3 separate regions of the Bombyx mori genome follow, and all the other regions are linked to region 2. The links are chromatin contacts, called in public Hi-C maps. All regions are on one chromosome and are shown on one strand. The core of a region is the stretch at or near the end of the contact, and the rest is flanking DNA. Distances in the headings are between cores, read along the strand shown.

What was found. Hi-C and Micro-C count contacts between places; a contact is called where the count stands out from the background.
Region 1: a Hi-C map of midgut shows a contact between it and region 2, with 2.5 times the contacts expected there. The contact joins two enhancer-like sites. A contact is called at or near these places in 4 of 7 Hi-C or Micro-C datasets (middle silk gland, midgut, posterior silk gland and 1 more).
Region 3: a Hi-C map of posterior silk gland shows a contact between it and region 2, with 4 times the contacts expected there. The contact joins two enhancer-like sites. A contact is called at or near these places in 2 of 7 Hi-C or Micro-C datasets (posterior silk gland and whole pupa).

The regions. Positions count from the first base shown.
Region 1 is chr23:11,710,424-11,713,288 of ASM3026992v2, reverse strand. The region is part of intron 1 of LOC101739051; the gene reads left to right. Among protein-coding and RNA genes, the nearest start is that of LOC101739051, 12 kb to the left of the region's middle. Within about 2 kb of position 1,353, at least 7 of the 8 cell types and tissues checked have open chromatin away from gene starts, as enhancers often do.
Region 2 is chr23:11,511,399-11,514,345 of ASM3026992v2, reverse strand. LOC101738909 reads left to right here. Exons shown (of 3, transcript XM_012695866.4): 3 at 1-691. Among protein-coding and RNA genes, the nearest start is that of LOC101738769, 5.3 kb to the right of the region's middle. Within about 2 kb of position 1,470, at least 5 of the 8 cell types and tissues checked have open chromatin away from gene starts, as enhancers often do.
Region 3 is chr23:11,742,570-11,745,490 of ASM3026992v2, reverse strand. No RefSeq gene overlaps it. Among protein-coding and RNA genes, the nearest start is that of LOC134201098, 8.2 kb to the right of the region's middle. Within about 2 kb of position 1,635, at least 8 of the 8 cell types and tissues checked have open chromatin away from gene starts, as enhancers often do.

The sequences.
Region 1 (2,865 bases), core at 104-2,603, 200 kb before region 2:
CTAAGAAAAGGTATGATAATAATAATAAAATAATAATTGTAACAAACTACGCTTGAACCAGACGGAAAGTTATAGTTTACTTAATTCTGTTGTGATTTATTAGCTTAACCTATAGACAGAGCCCAGAGTTTCTCGCTGGATCTTCTCAGTGGGTCGCGTTTCCGATTCGGTAGTAGGTTCTGCGAAGCACTGCTCCTGCTGCCAGTGTTAGCAACACTTCGGATTTGAGCCCCGTGAGGTCACCTACAGGTTAAAGTGAAACTGAAATAGCCTCTAAAGGCTATTAGCATTAGGCAGGAAGAAAGTCTTGCTGTTAATAAATATTTTTCAAATTTAAAAACAGAAAACTAACGGGACTAAACACATTGAGCTGAAATAATTACGTATAGATGGCGCTAGACAGCACGGTTGCTAAGAATTTTACAATCTTTCAAATAGTTAAGCTACTCGACTATAGATGGCGCTGTAATGGAAGCATTTAATTTGAGATCTTAATTTTTAAGTTTATTACGATTTATTTTTAGTTTTTTATTAAATGCTATATTTCATGGTGTGCATAATGTATCTGACATTTATTAAGCGAGTAAATGAGACACTAAAATATTAAAGAATAATTTGCTTCATAAGGAGATGTAGATAGAAATTGTCACCATGTCATAGTTTGATTCGGCACGTAAATGAATGACCAACTTGACAATGATCATTTTGCAACATTAAGCATGAGGTTGGCACACCAGTTTATGAACTTCTAGTCGCAGCGTACATTGAGAACAAAAAAATAAAACGACGGAAAATGAGGAATCAGTGGTAAAGTGAGTTAAATTTTATAAATGTTACTGTGTAATACGACGTATTTGAAATACGTATCGTGTGATGAGTTTCAATATATATTCTTACTAATTCAAATTTTAAGAAATATATTAAAAATATCTAATTTTTCAAGCAGCCTTTTACCTATTTTATCTTGATTTATGAACAAATAAAACGCTACTTAATATTGATACTTATTAACAAAAATGGGAAAGACCATGAAATAATTAAATCATCGTTTTAGCTACCTTAAATTTCTCTGAGAACTAACAAATTTTTTCGCGTTTGTTTACGTCCATGAAATTCCGTACTGAATAATTCTGTCTCAATCAGTGAGTTTTTTTTGTATACACAATAGATACGGTAATCACTTAACGTCAGATGTGCGATTAGTTCGTTCGTGCATCTACGCCACGGAAACAAACAACAAAAAAAACACAGAATTGAATGCGATTTAATTCGGTAAAATCCCGCACGGCGCGAGTGTGTCGCCGTGACGTCAAACTAGACGTAGCCATCCGTGACATAAGTCAGTGACGTAGCTTTACGTAATAGCGACACGCTGCTCGCGAAATCAAGGTCACCGCATGCGGTAAACGAAACGTTATTATAATGTTTCGATTATGCGGTCCGATGTTACATAATTACGTTTTTATTTATGTTATGTGTTAATGATTATGTTATTCGTGACAGCTTTTTTTTTTTTTTTTAAAGAAAAATAAAACATTTTCGTTGCTTGTTTTTTTTTTTTGTGTGTGAACAGAACGTTTGAAAATTTCAATGTCGGTGGTTTATGGCCCGTGTTCACATTGTCGTTTTAGTCAATATAGAACGTTAATGTGTCTTTATTGTTTATAAAGACAATCTCTGTATACTTATTCAAGTCCGAAAACGAAACAAAAAAACAATAATTAACGTTGACCTTGAACAAAAATAGACACAGCTAATTACAATTTCCTCGTCATTATAATGGGTCATTGACTTACCAACATGAGGATAAAAGTTAATACACATATGAAGTACCATCCTTATAGTAGTGAGATAATTAATGTTCCATACTACTTATGCAGTGGTTGCGTGTTGTATTTCTTCTATTTTCTGAACAAAGTAAGTACGGTTCCAATAAGATATAAGTTCAAAAATGCCCAATTTCTTTTAATTCAACTTCATGGCGAAATAGATTCACGATGCGAAGTTTGGGCCAACGATACTGAAAACTTATAGATATATCTTGCCTAACTTCAGAGACACGAGCGCGGAAAATTTAATTAAAAAATTTAACACAAATGGAAAAAAAATGTCGTTCTTTTCCATTCACGGAGCGGTGAAAATGAATGACTCACAAATCCATTCACTATAAAGAATTAAATTTGCATTTAGAACGTAATGGAATAATACAATAGCAGGTTTCTCAGTCAGTGTTTTGCCGTCAGAAAATTACTCGATGATTCCTTCTTGGGAGTCAGGATAGAAAATTTCCTAAAGGTTTACATGTCTGAGCTGTGACGTAGTTTCCTATTCTTAGAATTTTTTTTGTATTTCTGTTGATGTGGTGTAGGTTTCACTGTCCACCCTCGATCGAATGGTTTCCGAAACGCACGAAACTCGAAAAATACAACGTAGGTGGATATTACAGATTATGTTATAATTATGCACATATATACATATTTTTTTATTTTTCTATATTAGGTTTTTTTATGTACCAATTTTATACCGCAGGCAGGTACCAATTATTCTAATGAACTACATACTCAAGTTATCTTCACTATTGACTTCCACGGTATAGGAATAACACCGTATAATAAAAATCAAACCCGTAAAATTATAATTTGTATAATTACTGGTGGTAGAACCTCTTGTGAGTCCGCACCGGTAGGTATCACCGCCGTGTCTTTTTCTGTCGTGAAGCAGTAATGCGTTTCGTTTTGAAGGGTGGGCCAATCGTTGTACTATAAAACTAAACTAACTAACTACTATAAAATGTCCCACAGTGGGAGGCGGGATTGAAGTTTTTGATGCCTATGGGTTTCGGTAACCACTTAACACCGGTTGAAC
Region 2 (2,947 bases), core at 221-2,720:
ATACGTATGCTCTCTACGCGCGAGTGATTGTTTCAAGTGCTTGACGAAACAACGTTTTGTTGATTAAGTATTGGGTACTTTCTCTGTGATATTTAGTATTCTGTAGATAGTGATTGATTAATTTATTGTTTTTTTTTTTTATAGTTTTAAGCCTTCCTGTTCAGTTCCTTTGTACTTAACTATTCTTTTGACTATATTGTCTACATAGTAGCTTTTTGTTAATCTTAATTTATTCGTGACTTTGACTTTCGTTATTAATTTATGGATATATTATTTTTATTATTTTTTTGAATTCTTTCTACTCTTGACAGTGTTTGAAACTGATTTATTTTCTATGCGGATCGATTAACTTTCGTATTAATCGCTTTCAACTTTTTAGTTTTTAATCTCATAGTATTATTAGTTGGCACTGTTGGTGCCACAATTTTAGCCAAGAAAGACTTTTAGTACTTACGTGTTAATCTTATTTATGTATGTAATTGTTAATTTATAAGCGTGTTTATAATGTGCCGATAGATTTAAATGAATGAACTGATACCGTAATGTGAATATTAAATATATACGTATATATGTATATGTTTAATTTTTTTTAATTAAAAAGTATTCATAATTTTTGTAATGAAAATTTTTGATACAACCGAACTGTATTTAATCAAAATGAAAGAATAAAATTGATTCAATAATGATGGTATTTTGCGTATTTTTCTTTCCCTATTATAAAACTCCCAGATTTAATCTTCTAAGTGGGTACAATAAAATTAGCCTGAATGTGAATGTATCATTTTCAAAAAGTTACATAAAATATTGTTTGTTGCGAACATCTTTGAAATTCACATTATTCACGTTGATGATTGGTAGAGCGATCCTGTATGCTGACGAACACTATATAATTGGTTAAAATTCATTTTTTCTGTACAAACTCAACTTCTCAGAAATGAACATTCAATAAAAACCTACCTTTATCCAATTTATTGAAATCAATGCGTTTCAGTCACTAAGCGCGATCAATACTCTTAAAACAATGTTCAACCTTCGAATCATCTGAAATAACAGTAAAGGTTGAAACAACAATGTATTGAAAAATAACAGTAGGCAGGTCCGCCGAAAATTGTGTTACTTCTCCACTTTTCTACAATGTCATGTAAACAAACGCCGTATGGAACTTATCGGTTTTGTTTACACAATTGTCTATTTTTACAGTCATCCATCAAACGAAATCGAATTATGATCACTTTAGTTTCACGGTCTCGCAAGAGCTTAGAATTGGATTATAAAAACAGTTGGTTTAAGCTTCAAATCTGTGATTGGAGCGCCATCTGTGTAGTAAACCGAAACATTCAAATCGAAATCAGCTTTGCTATTGGACAATAGATGTCGCTTCATGTACAATTTCATTTTCGGGATGATAAAATCTTTTGGTTTTAGTTAAGTACCTTTTACATAGATGGCGCTGTATTTTTCTTTAAACGGAACTTACTTTCTAACGATAGAGTACGTTACCGTCACTACGTTAATACAAGACATTAGTTTAAAAAGGTTTTTCGTCGCCCTTTTCGCTACACAACATGATAGCGTTTCCAAACTGGCCTAAATAGCTATTTAAAAAAAAAAAGATGTGATGTCGTGGGACACCAGGTAGGAACGAAGTTCCTTCGGCTAATGTAAAATCGACACAATTTGCAAAAAAAAATCGTGCTTAATTTTATGTAGGTTTTCTTGATTTTTCTCTTAAATTTTGCTGATTAGTTTTTATTTAAGTACAGGAAAGTATTTAGGAAAATCAGTATTTTAGGAAATAAGAAATTACGTAAAATAAAATAAAATCATAATTCAAATTATCAATTAAAATAACAAAATATGTCTGTTTATTTTTGTTTGACAACATAAAATTACATAGAAATAGAAATAATTACAAAATAGAGAGAGAAGGGATGAGAGAACGAAAAGAAAGAAGGAGAAAGACTCGCTTGTGTATACGACTGTCGCGCCTGCGCACGTCTCATTTAACGGTTTTATTCCACGGACTTTTTCTTACGGTTTTACTATCACATTTTTTTCAGTTCGGTCGCGCAGCTAAATCCATATATCCCCCAAGCCTGCCGTAAGGAACTTCGTTCCAAAAACTACAGCAACCAAAAGAATAGCAATTTATATTTGCTTCTTTTTATTTTTTAAGCGCAAGCCACATTCAGAGTCGGCGGTTGCTACTTGGCCCAGAGCCGTTGAGGACATCCATGAGCGACTGTAACAACTTTACCATTATGTGGACCGTATACTCCTTCATCTGCAAAGACAATAAAAAAAATGGTTGAGTTCCCAAAAACAACGGAGCTAATTTTTTTCCTGCCTATTAACTGATAGCCTAAGGGTTAAATCCCAGCTACGCGCGAACAGCATTTTGAACTGAGTAGATATAACTGAGTTTCTGGTGTCAAATATTACCTCTGTGGTCCTCTTGACCGGGGCCAAGTAGTAACCAGTGCCCGTAAACATAAGGTGTAAGCCGCAACCCACCATGAGCCATAGGATCAAAGTTTCAAAGTTGTACTGCGTGAAACGCGAATGGCTTTACCGGTCATCGTTCTCGTCCAACCCGTCGCTTGCGACGAAGGGCACGGCGAGTAAATTAACATACAGACACAGCCCACTTGAGTTTCTCCTCGGATCTTCTCAGTGGGTCGCGTTTCCGATCCGGTGGTAGATTCTGCGAAGCACGACTCTTGCTAGGGTTCGTGTTAGCAACACTCCCAGTTTGAGCCTCGTGAGCTCACCTACACATCAAGGAGAAGCTGAAATAGCCTCTCAAGCAAGCCTCTCAGCATAGGTAGGAAAAAAAGAAAAAAAAGCACATAGGCTACCTATACTCGTATATAGTAGGCTATACTTTAAGCATATAACATAGTACGATAAACATACAATAGATGGCGCGCGTTTATTGTCCTTGATG
Region 3 (2,921 bases), core at 386-2,885, 230 kb before region 2:
CTTCTTGTCGAACCGCTCTTTTCGATATCGAGTCGAGGGAACCCGCTCCTCCCCACGACCTCTCACAGCTGGAGTCCCGCAAGGCTCTGTTCTTTCACCCCTCCTATTTAGCTTATTCGTTAACGATATTCCCCGGTCGCCACCGACCCATTTAGCTTTATTCGCCGACGACACGACTGTTTACTATTCCAGTAGAAACAAGTCCCTAATCGCGAAGAAGCTTCAGAGCGCAGCCGTAGCCCTAGGACAGTGGTTCCGAAAATGGCGCATAGACATCAACCCAGCGAAAAGTACTGCGGTGCTATTTCAGAGGGGAAGCTCCACACGGATTTCCTCCCGTATTAGGAGGAGGAATCTCACACCCCCGATTACTCTCTTTAGTCAATCCATACCCTGGGCCAGGAAGGTCAAGTACCTGGGCGTTACCCTGGATGCATCGATGACATTCCGCCCGCATATAAAATCAGTCCGTGACCGTGCCGCGTTTATTCTCGGTAGACTCTACCCCATGATCTGTAAGCGGAGTAAAATGTTCCTTCGGAACAAGGTGACACTTTACAAAACTTGCATAAGGCCCGTCATGACTTACGCGAGTGTGGTGTTCGCTCACGCGGCCCGCACACACATAGACACCCTTCAATCTCTACAATCCCGCTTTTGCAGGTTAGCCGTCGGAGCTCCGTGGTTCGTGAGGAACGTTGACCTACACGACGACCTGGGCCTCGAATCTATACAGAAATACATGAAGTCAGCGTCGGAACGGTACTTCGATAAGGCTATGCGTCATGATAATCGCCTTATCGTAGCCGCCGCTGACTACTCCCCGAATCCTGATCATGCAGGAGCCAGTCACCGTCGACGCCCTAGACACGTCCTTACGGATCCATCAGATCCAATAACCTTTGCACTAGACGCCTTCAGCTCTAGGAGCAGGCTTAGGGACCTCGGTAACCGTACTCGTCGAACTCGACAAAGAGTTCGCCGTGCAACCTAACCCATGAATCAGCTCGCTGAGTTTCTCGCCGGATCTTCTCAGCGGGTCGCGATTCCGATCCGGTAGTAGATTCATTCGCGAAGCAGCTACTCTTGAGTTGTTAGGTCTCCTTCGGAGGCGCTCGGGCAGCTGTTAGCAAATCCCACCCCTCCTGGCTGAGCCTTTGCTCGCCCACCTGTCCTGGTGAAACTGGAAAGGCCTCCGGGCCACCAGTAATCCTTAAAACAAAAAAACAAAAAAAAAAGTAATGAGCTATCATTACCCGCCTGATTTTTTTCACTGCCAACACGTATAGTTATAAAATTATTTAAAAAAAATACATTTTTCTACTCATTTGCTGGTAGCTTAAGGCGCTACCTCCGCTGTGGCTGATGGGTGGAATGATGGGACGCAACCAGAAAGAATTTGCTAACACTGACCCTAGCAAAGGTAGTGCCCAAAATCTATCACTAAATCGGAATTGCGACTCACTGAGACGATCCGCTCAGTAACTCAGTGGACTTTATCTATAGGTTAGTTCGCTCAGAGAATAAATACTTCGTCGTTATCGACGAGTTCGACGAGGACGATTATAAAAAAATACATACATAGTATTCATACGACACATTCAGCGCTTATACCGAATAACTTAGATTCAGCGCCATCTATATTGCAGGGTAGTGAACTGGCAACTCGAACGGTTCGGAGTTCCAAATAGTTTTATGTATATTGTGTAGATGACGCTTTTACTGTTTTAGTTTGATTAGTTTTTATTTTAGTTTTTTTTTTTTTATTTATTAAAAAAACGAATGATGTCGATCAAAGTTTTTTTATCATATTTATAATTGTTAATTTCAAAAATTCTAAATATATTTATCAAAACATTATCATTATATTATTATAAAATTATATTTAGTTTTGCTATTTGGCACTAGATGTCGTGCCAAACCTATAGCAGCATTCAGTTTGTTTTATCTGAGTCGTCTATTATCAAAGGTGGCAATCTGTGTATTTGGACAAAAAAATGTTATTGATATGGCGATACAGATTGATTTGAATATAATCGTCTCCTTCAAAGAATACGGTTCAAAACCTGCATTAAATAAAGTATTAACTTAACCTGTTATTTATCTAAGATGTCGGTCAGAAGAGTTTTGTGACTGCCAATGGAATACAAAGTCAATAATTCGTTTTTCTGATTTACCCATAATTGTCCAAGTCACATTGCCGGCTTTGATAATAGTCAACTCATCTATGGACTTCATTAACAGCTTCAAATTACGTGAGCTGTTAACTCTTGTGTTCATGTAATAATATTTATTTATAATAAAGATAAATATGTGGTGTCTGTATTAGTTTTACCGTCTACACTTTTTGTTTGGCAGGAATTTAATAATGATACAATAATTAAGTAAACGACGTATGTAGGTACCTAATACTGTAAAAAAAACTTCTTAAAGATTAAATCTCGCTTAATTCGAATTTGCATATTTGTATACAAGTTGCCATCATTCCAATTACAATATAACAATAACTAGAGGTCCCGCAGTAGTCGAAATTCGACTATAATTTATTGGAATTGTAAGTTTGTACACTATTATGATTTTATTTTATACTTCTATAATCACAAATTTCGCCAAGACTACACTATAAAAAATATTAACAAAGACAAACCATATTCTATTCTCAATTTGACAACAGACGTCAAGAACAAAAGTTTGACAATAAATAGTATATATATGCATGCGTGTGTGCGTCAAATACATGGTATGTAGTGTGTGTAATGTTTTCTTTATTGATCTAACTATAGGCGGGCCTTGCACGTTGTCCCTCTCGATACTCCCTCGCTCTTACATATCGAGGCGTCAGTGTGCCGTATCTCGCTGACGGGACACCAGCCGATCGTCATCGCATCCGTTTATCTCCCCCCGGACAAGCCCCTCCTGAG